3 separate regions of the Sus scrofa genome follow, and regions 2 and 3 are each linked to region 1. Evidence: chromatin contacts called from public HiChIP or PLAC-seq data. All regions are on one chromosome and are shown on one strand. The core of a region is the stretch at or near the end of the contact, and the rest is flanking DNA. Distances in the headings are between cores, read along the strand shown.

What was found. HiChIP or PLAC-seq counts read pairs in DNA pulled down with a chosen protein or histone mark.
Region 2: an H3K27ac HiChIP or PLAC-seq map of alveolar macrophages shows a contact between it and region 1, with 8 times the contacts expected there. The contact joins two enhancer-like sites. A contact is called at or near these places in 3 of 47 Hi-C or Micro-C datasets (alveolar macrophages, skeletal muscle and subcutaneous adipose tissue) and 1 of 2 datasets of contacts at active chromatin or transcription factors (alveolar macrophages).
Region 3: a contact with region 1 is called in an H3K27ac HiChIP or PLAC-seq map of alveolar macrophages. The contact joins two enhancer-like sites. A contact is called at or near these places in 3 of 47 Hi-C or Micro-C datasets (embryonic fibroblasts, heart right ventricle and retroperitoneal adipose tissue) and 2 of 2 datasets of contacts at active chromatin or transcription factors (alveolar macrophages and skeletal muscle).

What each region holds. Positions count from the first base shown.
Region 1 is chr1:248,369,617-248,373,656 of Sscrofa11.1, reverse strand. No RefSeq gene overlaps it. Among named protein-coding and RNA genes, the nearest start is that of RAD23B, 76 kb to the left of the region's middle. Within about 2 kb of position 1,401, at least 15 of the 83 cell types and tissues checked have an H3K27ac peak or open chromatin away from gene starts, as enhancers often do. A contact at or near this core is called in alveolar macrophages and embryonic fibroblasts, where this site is marked.
Region 2 is chr1:249,573,974-249,578,192 of Sscrofa11.1, reverse strand. No RefSeq gene overlaps it. Among named protein-coding and RNA genes, the nearest start is that of TRNAE-UUC, 39 kb to the right of the region's middle. Within about 2 kb of position 2,577, at least 5 of the 83 cell types and tissues checked have an H3K27ac peak or open chromatin away from gene starts, as enhancers often do. A contact at or near this core is called in alveolar macrophages, where this site is marked.
Region 3 is chr1:249,604,398-249,608,910 of Sscrofa11.1, reverse strand. No RefSeq gene overlaps it. Among named protein-coding and RNA genes, the nearest start is that of TRNAE-UUC, 70 kb to the right of the region's middle. Within about 2 kb of position 1,985, at least 7 of the 83 cell types and tissues checked have an H3K27ac peak or open chromatin away from gene starts, as enhancers often do. A contact at or near this core is called in alveolar macrophages and embryonic fibroblasts, where this site is marked.

The DNA.
Region 1 (4,040 bases), core at 152-2,651:
CCTTAAGGTCTATCCATGTTGTTGCAAATGGCAGGATTTTCTTCTTCTTTCTAGCTGAATAATATTCCTGTGTGTGTGTGTATGGGTGTGTGACCTTTTCTGTATCCATTTATCCATTGACGGACACTTAGGTTGTTCCCATGTCTTGGCTATTGTGCATAGTGCTGCAGTGAGCGTAAGAGTGCAGGCATCCCTTTGAGATAGTGATTCATTTTCTTGGGCATCTTTTCCTAACCAATCTTTGAAGAGATAGGAGAAAAGAGAAAATGTCCAAACACAGTTTTTCACTCCAAATTTTCTATAACTGTCACAGCCACATGGGCTTTTTCTCTTGTTGTCATCAGAATTTTTAATTACATAGTAATCTTTGGAATTTTTTTGTTGAACATTTGTGTTTCTGCAATATTGAAAACTCTTATGAAGGAGGAAATTTCTGTGGTCCATGGATGGATCTCCATGATCTAGAACCAAGCATACAGTTGGTGCTCAAAATACATATATTCAAAAAATGAATATGTGCATAATCCTGATAATTTGAGTAAAAGCCTAAAAGAAGATAATTGGAGGAGTCACACAAATTAAAGGATAATTGGGGTTGTAGGGATACCTGCTCAGGGGCAAATCAGCCTGTGGTAGTTCAGAGAGATACTTCATGTGGGTGTGAATTCCAGGTCTCCAACCATTTTCTGCCAAAGGGATAATTTAAATTGGACTCATGGGGCAAAAGGTGCTCAAAATTATAGATAATGAAAATAACCATGATTTTCCCACTTAGTAAGTATTCTTTGATTCTAATAGAAGGGGAGAAGGGCTAGTCATTCTTAGAGCTAACAGAAAATATTTGTTAATACACTCAAGAAGAATATTCTTTTTTTTTTTTTTTGTCTTTTTGGTTGTTGTTGTTGTTATTGTTGCTATTTCTTGGGCCGCTCCCGCGGCATATGGAGGTTCCCAGGCTAGGGGTTGAATCGGAGCTGTAGCCACCGGCCTACGCCAGAGCCACAGCAACGCGGGCTCCGAGCCACGTCTGCAACCTACACCACAGCTCACGGCAACGCCGGATCGTCAACCCACTGAGCAAGGGCAGGGACCGAACCCGCAACCTCATGGTTCCTAGTCGGATTCGTTAACCACTGCGCCACGACGGGAACTCCAAGAAGAATATTCTTTAGGGTAAACTTTAGTAAATGGGTAAAGTTGTAAAGTATAATTTGAGACTACATCATTTAAAAAGTAGTTCAAATTTGATGCGTAGGTCACTAACAAATAGGCTTCTTTTTACTCCTCCAGGTATCAAGTTCCTCCTTTCTTTCGGTGGAAGAGGCTTATGATGTCTTTGCCAGTGAAAAGGGGGAGTGATTCATTCAGACTATTTGGATGGGGCTTAGTAAAGTTTCCTGGCAAGTCTGACTCATGGTCTCCTGTCCTGGTGTTATGAAACTGACTTGATGTAGTCTGATCATGCACAAATCTTAGGATCATTTTGATGGAAAGTGAGAGCTGAAAAGTGTTGGTACCTTTCAGCCAAAGATCACCAGGAACACACCTGCAGTCAGCAATGTTTCTTGGTGTGGTAGGTAGATGCCTCCCAAGATGTCTGCCCCCTGGTGGACAAGCCTTGTATAATCCCCCTTCAAACCTCCAATCTAAGTGGGACCTGGGAATATGCTGGAATGCCACTTCCATGATTAGGTTACAGATGAGTCAAAAGGCAGATTGTCCTGGGGGTGGGCCCTAATCAGGTGAGGCCAGCCCTTCACAAAGGTGAAACATCAGGGAGAGCATCATCCGGCATCAACTCCTGCTGTGAACTGCCTATGGAGGGAGCCCATGTGCCTAAGATGTAGGAGTGGCCTCTCAAGAGATGCAAAAGACCCCTGCTCAATAGCCTGAACAGCCAACAACAAAACAGAACACACAGCTGCAAGAAACCAAATTTTGCTAATAGTCTGAAAGAGCTTGGAAGGACCCCAAGCTATGGATGAGAACATAGCCCCAGCTTGATTTCAGCCTTGTAAGAGCCTGAGAAGAGGACCCAGCTAGCTAACCCATCCAGATTCCTGTCCCAGGGAAACTGAAATAATACATCTGTACCACTTTTAAGCTTCTAAACTTATGATAATTTGCTATGCAGTAATGTAGCAGAAAAAGAATACAGTTGGTTCGCTGCAACAAAGGAGACAGAACAAAATAGAGGAGCTTGGAGCATCTCAGTAAGAGTTATAGAAGGAGCTAGTCTAAGAATTTGGTCTTGTGTTTGGTGGTTTGGACAAGAGTTCAAGGAAGCATGTTTTTTTTGCTCTGGTTTAAGTGCTGTTGGGAAGAAGGGGCTATTCCATGGTTGAGTAGCTTAATAAGTTCTATCTCAGAGGTGAGAGGAGCAGAGTGGGGGCTAAAGCTGGAACGGATGATGAGGCCCCAGTCACAATAGCAGGGCAAGGAGAAGGCTTGCCCATTTTTGTGGTTTGGACACGTTCCTGTCTTTGTACTCAGACGTGACTCCAGAGTGGCCTTGTTTGTGTTCCACAGAAGAATAGCCCAGGTTTCCTGTTAGACCCAGGCCAGCTCCAAGGTGACAGTCATCACAGACTGCTTTGGTGTGGGGTGAGTGACAGATACTTTTGCAACCTCACCAGCAGGTTTGGGTTTTTTTTTTTTTTTTTAAGATATGTCAATGTTAATTAACTAGCTTTTCGAAAGGAAGTGGGAAGGTCTTTGTAATTTTTTACAGTTTTATTGAGGTATAATTAATACAAAAACTGCACATATTTAACATCTACAATTTGATGAGTTTGGACATATACAAATTCTGCTAGATGTACAAACTAAATGCTTCTAAGTGAGTTGTTACTACCCTCCCCCCACCTCCCCCAAGTCATGTGATCTGTCCTGTAAGCTTAAGGAAGTCTGTTCTTATGTACTCAGTCAACACATTGCATCAAAGTTTCTTCTGATGTGGAGTTCCTGTTGTGGCTCAGAGGGTTAAGAACCCAACATAATGTCATCTGTGAGGATATGGGTTTGATCCCTGGCCTCACTCAGTGGGTTAAGGATCCAGTGTTTCTGTGGCTGTGGTGTAGGCTGGCAGTGGCAGCTCCAATTTGACCCCTTGCCCAGGAATTTCCATATGCCGCAAGTGCAGCTGTAAAAAAATGGAAAAAAAAGTTTTGTCTGATGTAAAGGAAGGGCTTCTGTCCACCCATACAGCTGGCATTAGGCAGAATCTTTGAGAATTCATTGCTGAACACAGAACCAGTTAGAGATTTAGCTCAGAGCAAAATATCCCTAATATATGCCTACTGTAATATTCCTAGTATAATATCTCTAAGGTATAGGCCTCACAGGATTCTCCTGCCCTGTTCATGCCAATGTAAGAAGTGTCTCTAAAATATTATTAGCCAATACGTATATATTCTATGAGAGTTCCCGTTGTGGCACAGTGGTTAATGAATCCGACTAGGAACCATGAGGTTGTGGGTTTGGTCCCTGCCCTTGCTCAGTGGGTTGACGATCCGGCGTTGCCATGAGCTGTGGTGCAGGTTGCAGACGCGGCTCGGATCCCGCGTTGCTGTGGCTCTGGTGTAGGCTGGTGGCTACGGCTCCGATTAGACCCCTAGCCTGGGAATCTCCATGTGCCGCGGGAGCGGCCCAAGAAATAGCAAAAAGACAAAAATATATATATTGCTTGACTTCTCTGAGCCTGAGTTTCATCTGTTAAAAAAGTCAAAGAATGCCAATTTCATAGGATTATTGTGCAGATTAATTAGATGATGCCTAAAGGAGGCCTAGGACAGAATCTTGCATAAAGTCATATATAATGCATAGCACCTGTTATTATTATTATTACTGCTCTTATTATCCAGCTTGGGTCTTCTGAGCTGGATTTATTGCTTGACCATGGCCTCCATCTAGAAGTGCTGTTTTCAACTTGGATTCACTCTGGAATTCCTTAAGGAGTCCTAAAGAAAATCCTGGGGGAGTTCCCGTTGTGGTGCAGCAGAAATGAATCCAATTAGGAGCCACGAGGTTGCAGGTTCAAT
Region 2 (4,219 bases), core at 1,328-3,827, 1.2 Mb before region 1:
AACTGCACTTCTTTTTTCTGATTGTGGAAACTGAAAAAATGGAAGGCAGATGTCCACCTTGTAAGCTATTGTGAAGATTTAATGAGATAATACATGCAAAACTCCTAACATAATTATTAGCAAATGCCCAACAACTTGTATTTATTGATAATTATAACAAAGACACTCAACTCTTGGATCAATCAGCTGTCTCAGTAGCCTTATTTGAAAAGTGAAGGATGGTAGGCAAAATATTTGGAGAAAACTTGACCTAAAAAATAGTGCAAGATTAGTTCACTTGCCTCTGATTAAGATTGACTCTAATCTGTTACTGAAAAGTAAAAGGTCATTTTCTGTCTCTTGCAAGAACTGAGGGTGAGAAGAGAGGGATTACGATGATCAGATGAGAATGAGTGTCTGTGTGGACATAGTGCTGTTCACTGTATCAAGTTAAGGCTTCATGTAAATCCTGCCACATTTGCTTCTTGCTTTTCGCAGTGAGACATTATTTCTTTACAAATAGAGACCAGATTCATGTTACAGAGCTTACTGCCGTCCCAGCCGTGTCCTGATTTGGCCACCTCTGGGGCTCCCCCAGAGCTAGGCAAGGGCTCCAGGCTGCTCACTACTGACTGGTTGGCAGAAGCTGGTCACTGTTTTAGAGGCACTTTTCTGATCTTGTTAGTGGCGAGTCCCATGGGGTGCAATTCCCCCTGGTTTCATGTAGTGTTGCAATCGAAACTATTGAATCTCAAAATGGAATATAATTAAGGCTGGGTTAATAAAGTGTGTTCCACTCATAGCCAGTAAAGGGTGTCATGTTTCTCCTTGCCGCTTTAGGCAAGGAAACTTAATCTCCAGCTTTGTCAGGGCAGACTGAATCAGAGGTGTGTCATCCAGCGGAAAGCCTCTTGTTTTACTTGTTGCAGTCACTACATGGTCAGCCTCATTTCATTGGGTTTGTACTGAGCACAAAGAATCCAACCTGTGGCTGATGCTGAAGGAGAGGCCTTTGTGTAGGAGGAATTAGGAACTTTTGCTCTCTGCTGGGCTCTGAAAACCATCCAGGAGGAGGGACCTCTACAGTACAGAAGTCCATGGGAGCGCAGGGATGGAAAACTGTGAACAAAATGTAGCTTCCAGTGAAATCTTCTTAGTCCCCATCATGGCTTTCTTGTGATTTGAGTCCTTTCCTTTCACTTTTTCTTCCACTACTCATTTTTCAGGCTTATCTGATATCTCTAAGTAGAGATTGTTAATGGTTTTTAGTGCTCTCACAGCACTGGAGACTACTGTATCATAAATATTTAACCATTGTGGCCACTTTGTTTCTTAAGGCTTAGTCTCTGTGCTGAGCACTGGTGTATGTTATTTAGCACAGTCCCCCTGACAACCCCTGTATTACAGATGAGGAACCTGAGGCTCAAAGAAGATAAATTTCCCAGGGTCATATAGTGAATTTATTCATTCAACAGATGTTTATTCAACACCAATTATGTGCCAGGCCCCTGAAGACACATCCCTGAACAAACAGCCAAAAGATACTTGTCCTTATAGAGGTAAATTATATAGTACCTTAGAAGGAGATAAGTGCCATAGGAAAATGCAAATGTGAGACTGAGCAGGAATTTGAACCCAGGTCTCCTAGATCTCCTTTGCACCAGCCATGCTCTTAAGCACTCAGCTATATTGCTTATAATTCTTGGATCTTGTAATTTTCTACTTACGTCCGGCCTTCTCTTAGACTGTACATTTTTCTGGGGCAGGACCTTTCCTTAATCAGTTTCCTATACTGGCACATAGCTCAATGCCTGGCGTGGAGTCAGCATTCAGTGAATGTTTGCCCAGTGTGTGAATAAGAGAGTGACCATATGATGATACAAGAACCTATGAGAAAGCAGTAATTTCCCAGGAGTCTGGCCAGACCTGAAGGCTGGGCTGTGCCACAAATATTTCCTGTTACCCTAGGCAAGTGTTGGAGCCCACAAAATCTGCAGAATGGGAAAAACGTAATGACTGTTCTTGACTTCCTTATATATTTATCATGAGGATTAATGAGACAGTGCTGCTCAAAGACTTCATTTTCTTTGAAGACAAGGATTTGTGTTTTTTTGGTGGTGTGCTCATTGTTTAGAATTCCATCAAGGACCTGGCATGGTATTTTCAGGAGGGATTGGTCCCAGAGAAATAAAATTTGTTTTACTGACAAGTTTTCTAAGGTTTTACGAGCTGCCTCTTTCAGGCTGTGGACCTATGTGGAGGTTTGCTACCATTTGAAGCAACTGTGAAAATGTATTTTTCCTCCTTTGCCAAAGTAGGCTCTAAATCAGTTCAAAGCCAAATTTCCATGAGTGTTTCACTCCTATTGTAGAAGTAATTTTTTTTTTTTTTAATCTGAGTGAAATTCCAATTGTTGGCTCTAAAATGGCAGCAGTTGGAATGCCTGTCAGTCAAGTGCCAAGTATAAGTAACCAAGAAAGGAGGGCTTGGATCCGTGTTCTCTAGGAAAGAAGGACTCTGCCATTGGGTGGTAGAATAGAAAATGGGAAATCCCAGGAGTGTCAGAATAGCATGACAACTAAACAGGAAGGTTTGGTTTAATTCTCTTTTGTTGCTGACGAGTCAGCGCCCCAAACCTGTCCAGTCACTCCCATATGTAGCATGCAGGAGGAGGCCCTCTTGGTATTTCCCTGTTCACCTGACTCTGTGTCCTTAAGCATAATGAACTCAGTTAACTAAAAGCATTGCCAAGATTATATTTGACACTGGTAAATAGGTCAGCACTGTAGCATTTGCCTGATATGGACAATATGCTTTCTTAGGAGTGGAGAACTATTTCCTGGTGGGGAAAATCCCTAGTATTACTTAGCAAAGACAAGTAATAAGAGTTTAGATTTCTCTGGTATCTCTTCTCCAAGGGTTCAAAGGCCTTCCTTTTATTTTAGTTACCTCTGTAGTTCTGTTTTGAAGGCAGAAGCAGGTATTTTGGAGAAAGGAAAACTGAGGCACATTTTATTGAATTGACCCACTTCATGTTGATATTGGCTTGGCTCAAGTTCAAACTTCCTGCCTGATACAGCAGTCGTTAATCAACTTAAAGTAGGCACTAAAGATCTTTTATCTATCAAGTAGGCTTATACTAGATACTATATATATGGTAGCTTATGTAATAAACAGTATTATTGCTATTTGCTAGTTTAATAGAGTATCTAAATCGACAAGCAACTTGCTATGCCACTGCTTATATACTGTTGTATCCAAGTTCAATGTCTTTGCCTACATCAAGATGCCTTCTTTTACCAATAGAAAGAGCTGAAGTAGATGTTTCTCCAAAGAAGACATACAAATGGCCAATAGACACCTGAAAAGATGCTCATCACCTCTAATTAGTAGAGAAATGAAAATCAAGACTACAATGAGGTACCACCTCACATCATTCAGAATGGCCCTCACTGAAAAGTCTTCAGGAGTTCCCATTGTGGATCAGCAGGTTAAGAACTTTACTGGTATTCATGAGGTTGCAGGTTCAATCCCTGGCCTCGCTCAGTGGGTTAAGGATCTGGCATTGCTGCAAGCTGCTGTGTAGGTTGCATATACGGCTCGGATCTGGTGTTGTTGTGGTGGCTGTGGCACAGGCCGGCAGCTGCAGCTCCGATTTGACCCCTAGCCTGGGAACTGCCATATGCCACAGGTGCAGCCCCCCCCCCCCAAAAAAAAGTCTGCAAATAATAGATGCTGTAGAGGATATGGAGAAAAGGGAACCCTTTCACAATGTTGATAAGAATGTAAACTAGTGAAGCCCTTTGGAGAACAGTACTGAGATTCCTTTAAAAACTAAAAATAGAGTTGACAGATGATCTAGCGATCCCACTCCTGGACATAAACCCAGACAAACCTGTAATTCAAAAAGACACATGTACCCTTATGTTCATAGATAGCAGCACTATTTACAATAGGCAAGACATGGGAACAATCTAGTGTCCATTGACAGATAAATGGATAGAGAAGATGTGATACACACACACACACACACACACACACACACACACACACACACACACACACACACACACACACACACACCAGAATACTAATAGGCCATAAAAAAGAATAAATTAATGCCCTTTGCAGCAACATGGATGGACCTAGAGATTACTAAATGAAGTAAGTCAGAAAGAGAAAGGCAAATACCATATGGTACCACTTTTATGGGGAATCTAAAATATGACGCAAATGAACT
Region 3 (4,513 bases), core at 736-3,235, 1.2 Mb before region 1:
GTTCTTCGAGTCTCTAAATCACTGCTCCTTTCTCAGACTATTGCCTAATTATCTAATATTGGACTCAACACTCTTCTTCAAGGACCTGACACACTAGAAATTGAGTATTCTTTGGTTCTGACAATGGGAAGAACATCTTCCCAAGAATCAAGATGAATTTATCTTTCAGTCCCCTCCGTATTGACATCAACTGTATTTGTATGACAGGCCCTGGAGGAGCTCAAATGCTATCTTACTTTGGGGCTTCACATAGCACATTGTCTTGAGATTCTCCTGCACCTTGTTTTCTGGATGCTACTTTCTTCCAGTTTTCTTCCTATTTCTGACTCCATCTTATTAGACTCTTGCTCTTCAACTATAGCAGACCTGAGGGGTCTGACCAGGCCACCTTCTCTTCTCTCTCCGTACTCTTCCATTGTTACCTCATCTTTTCTTTTGGCCTTGCTCTTAATTCCCACATCTTTTCCTTCCAACTCAATTTCCCCTGCTGAGTTGACATCCTCATCTGATGTGTCACAGTCTTCTGTAGCCCAGCGTGCCATACCTGACCTTATGCTCCTCAAACCTGCTCACTCTCCTTGGCTGCTCAGTGGTGAGGGGCACCATCATCCACTCAGCGGTCCCTGTCAGACCCTGCCAGTCCTTCCTGAATTTCTTCTCCTTGTCCCCTGCAACCAGTCATTGTCAGGAACTGTGGGTTTGATCCTATCTACATTTGTGCTCTTATTTGTCCCTCACCTGGGCCACTTTCATTTTCTGAACAGAGTGGCACATACCGTTTTCCAATATTAAGAGCCTTAAGATTTTAAAGGTCTCAGGTGGTGCTATTGTGGGGCTGAAAGAAGGCCATGTAAGCATGATTTCTGGTCCTGGACTCCTGCTTCTACGAAAACAGCTCTGCTTTTATTTGTTTCATTTCTTTAAGATCCCACTTAAGGTTTGACTTGAAAGAAGGTTTCTGCTATATAATAAAATAAGCAGTAAAAGCATTCTTTTGTGGGCTTTCCAGCTTCTAGGCTTTTCTCCTCTATGCCATGCTCAAAATATACAAAAGAGATTTTTCTAAAGTGAAAATATAATCATGCCATATCCAAGTTTAAAATGTTTTCTTAAATCCCCACTGCTTACAGAGTAGATGTCAGCTCCTGTACTTAGGCTTTTATGATGATCCTTGCCTGTCCCTTCACCTTTCTCTAATACTCTCCCCTTCCCTCCCCCGGTCAGATAATTTCAATTCCCCCAAAACACTAAAGCATTTGCTCTCACAATTTCCTCTCTTGGGAATTCTTCCCAGCTGCCATCTGCCTAGCGAATGCCAGCTTCTCTTTTAAGGCTTGGTTCAAGAATCACCTCCCCTTTGCAGCTTTCCTGATTGCTTAAGTAGAAATGACTATTTCTATCTTTTGTTCTCATTTTCCATAGCTTTTATACAAGTTACTGTAACATGCAGTGTGCTGAATAACCATAACTTGTCTCTCGCCACAATTCTACCATGAGCAAGAAACATAACTATCTTGGTTATGTCTGTATGTCTATTGACCAACAAAGGGTTTGGCCTGCAGGAGTTGCGCAGTAACTGTTGACTGAAAGATGGCTTAGTTAGGTCACAAGGAGTGATGCTGAATCCCTCATGGGAGGCCAGAGTGACAATTTTCTGTATTTTTTCCGTGTTGGAAGTAGAATATGTAATAAGCAGCAGATAGTCTGATGGCTTCATATTAGTTTATAAATGCATTTATTTCTATGGACCTAATGCAATCTAATCAGCCTTTGTTTAGTCTTTCTGGATTTGATTTTTTGGATAACATCTATTAGTACCAAAAATTGGTGATAAAATATTATTTGTACTGAACTTTTAGCTACAAACTGTTTTACTTTCATTGTCTTGTTTGATACTTACAATAATCCCATGGATTAGGTAGGGCAATTATTAATCTCATTTACAGATGTGTGAAACTAGATGCTTAGATATCTCCTGACTTGCCCATGTGACTGGCTGTTACAGTCACACAGCTATTAGTTAATAGAGCCAGATATTTAAGTCTTCATTTCCAGGCCAGTTGATTATTCATATCTATTTGAGGGTCCCACTGCCACTAAAGGAACACTCTCTTATTTTCTTGAACATGATAAAACTAGGTCATTAGGGCCAGATAAAAATTCTTGTTGACATACCTATCTGATTGCCAGTCATCTGGAAAATGGGATTTTTCCATCATCTTATTTACTTGCCTCCCCATTTCTTCCTCCAAAGCCTCTCCAGTTCAAGGTGCCAAGGACTGCAATGGTTACTGCAATTTGTTGACAAATAACAAAGATGCTCCTTGTCTCGCTGTCAGTTTTACATCCTCTGGGTTTGCCAAATGGGCCCAACATGCCAGGCAGGGCTTCTTTGTGGTCTGTGACTCACTGTGCTCTCTCCTCTGCCGCTCCCTGAGTGCAGGCGATTACAGTGTGCCCATTGCACAACTTCAGAATATCTCTGAGTGAATCAGCAGATGATGAAAAAAAAAAATCCCATAGACTGAAGATTCATCCACTGCTACGTGAATCAAAAGGCATACCACCAAAGGAGAGTTACTTTAATCTGCAAATTGCTTCTGTCATTATCCAGAGATTTAATGGAGGAGTTCACTACTGGAGGGAAATGTCTTCTCTTAGGTAGTTCTATCGACAAAGTCTTGGAATGTCCTTTGGAAGAAGAGATGTGAGTAGGAGAAAAGGTCCTTCTCACTTGTTCAGAAGTAGCTCAGTTCATGTCCTGTGAATGAGAGGTGTTGTTTTCTTGGTTAGCTCAACGCTTACCCTATATGCTCACAGTTTAGGTCCTCCCTCCTCAGTAGGGCTTCGGAGTGTCACTTTTTTTGGAGAGGGAGATCACTTGATGAGAATAGCAAAAGGATTATTTGAGAACTGAAATTCTAGTATGGAATGAAGCAATTCAGCTTCTAGATGAGTAATGTATTTGTAATAAATCAAAAATTATACATGGGTAGGACTAAAGTTTATTTCAGTTGCCAATGTAATTGCTATTTTGTCTTCAAAAGTTCTCTGGTAAAACTCTTAGGCTGTAGAGGTAAAGGGAGTTAATATTTGGATCTGGTGAATATCCTCTCCATCATCATCCATTTCATGAATTCACTCATTGGCCATTGGATATGGTCCTGCCCCATGCCATGTTCTGTGCTATATTCCTGGGGGCCCATGGTGATGATAAGGTACAGTCCATGTTCTCAAGAAGCTCTAGTGTAGTGAAAAGACAGATCTAGGTATAGATAATTGCAATACACTGGCGAGGTACAGAATTTGATATCCACAAGGTGCTTTGAGAGTAGAGAGGGACAGCTCCTGGCTTGGGGAACCCAGGAAAGCTTTTCAGAGGAGGTATGATGCTTGAAATGAGTCTTAACCAGAACTTTCCTTGGATTTGTATATCTTGTCTTTGCCCTGGTTTCTAAGCTTTAGAGGGCTCTACTCTAGCTCCCTTCCAACTCCTCATGAATGCTCTAAATCTGAATTTTCTGCCCAGACAACTCAGAGCTTGCTTCTGGATCCTGTGTGTGCCTCTTTCTCAGGACCATTCTACCTTGGGCTCACAGTATCACTAGGTGAACTCCTAGGCCTGAGTGGTGGCCAAAGAGTGGTTGTTTGGGGGAGAGTGTGGATGGTGTGTGTACATGTGGGGCAACCACTTATGTACACAAGAGACTCCTTGCACTGTGGGGAAGAGAAGGCAGGGCAGAGGCTGGGGCAGTGTCTGTTTTCCCTGGTCTTCTAGTTCTGGTGCAGATTCTCTCTGAAGTCTTTACTTGAGTCTGGCCTTCCACATTGTTGAGGGTATACATTTCAAGATCAGAGGATAGCGCATTTTTAACTTAACAGGTGGCTGGCTTGGCTTATAAATTTTCAGTAGTTGAGACTTTTGCTAATTGGGCCTCCAATTGTATTCTTGACCTGGGCCCTACAAATATTAAGGGCTGGCCTGATTTTATGACTGAGTATGGTATATCCAGGCTTCATATTGATTTAGGTTCTTAGGGAAGATAAGCCTTAGGGACCCTAAGCCTCAGGGAGCTCCATTTAGTGGAGACACAGACAAATGTCCAGTTATAGTAACAATGTGCTGAAAGAGAGGTCTTCATATGAGGCTTAGAGAAGAGAGAGATCCATTTTACTGGAGTGAAAGGGACTAGGAATCTTTTCACCTGAGCCTTAAAATGTGAGTCTAGTGTAAAAGTGAGGGCAGAAATTTCAAACAGAAGAGGTGGAGACCAGTCCAGCATGGTGGGAGCCTAGAATGTGAACAGGAAGAAGATGGCGGGCTGAAGGTCTTATAGGTTAGTCAAGGAGGCTCTTATCCCATAGACCATGGGGACCTCTCAAAGGTTCTAAATGGGGGAGTAGGGTGATGAAAGACCACTCTGGCAACCGAATGGAAGCAGATTGGAGGGACCAATTTTTGGTCTCAGCCTCTCTGCTCAAAGTTGCTCAAAGACTGTTCTTTTATGTGCAC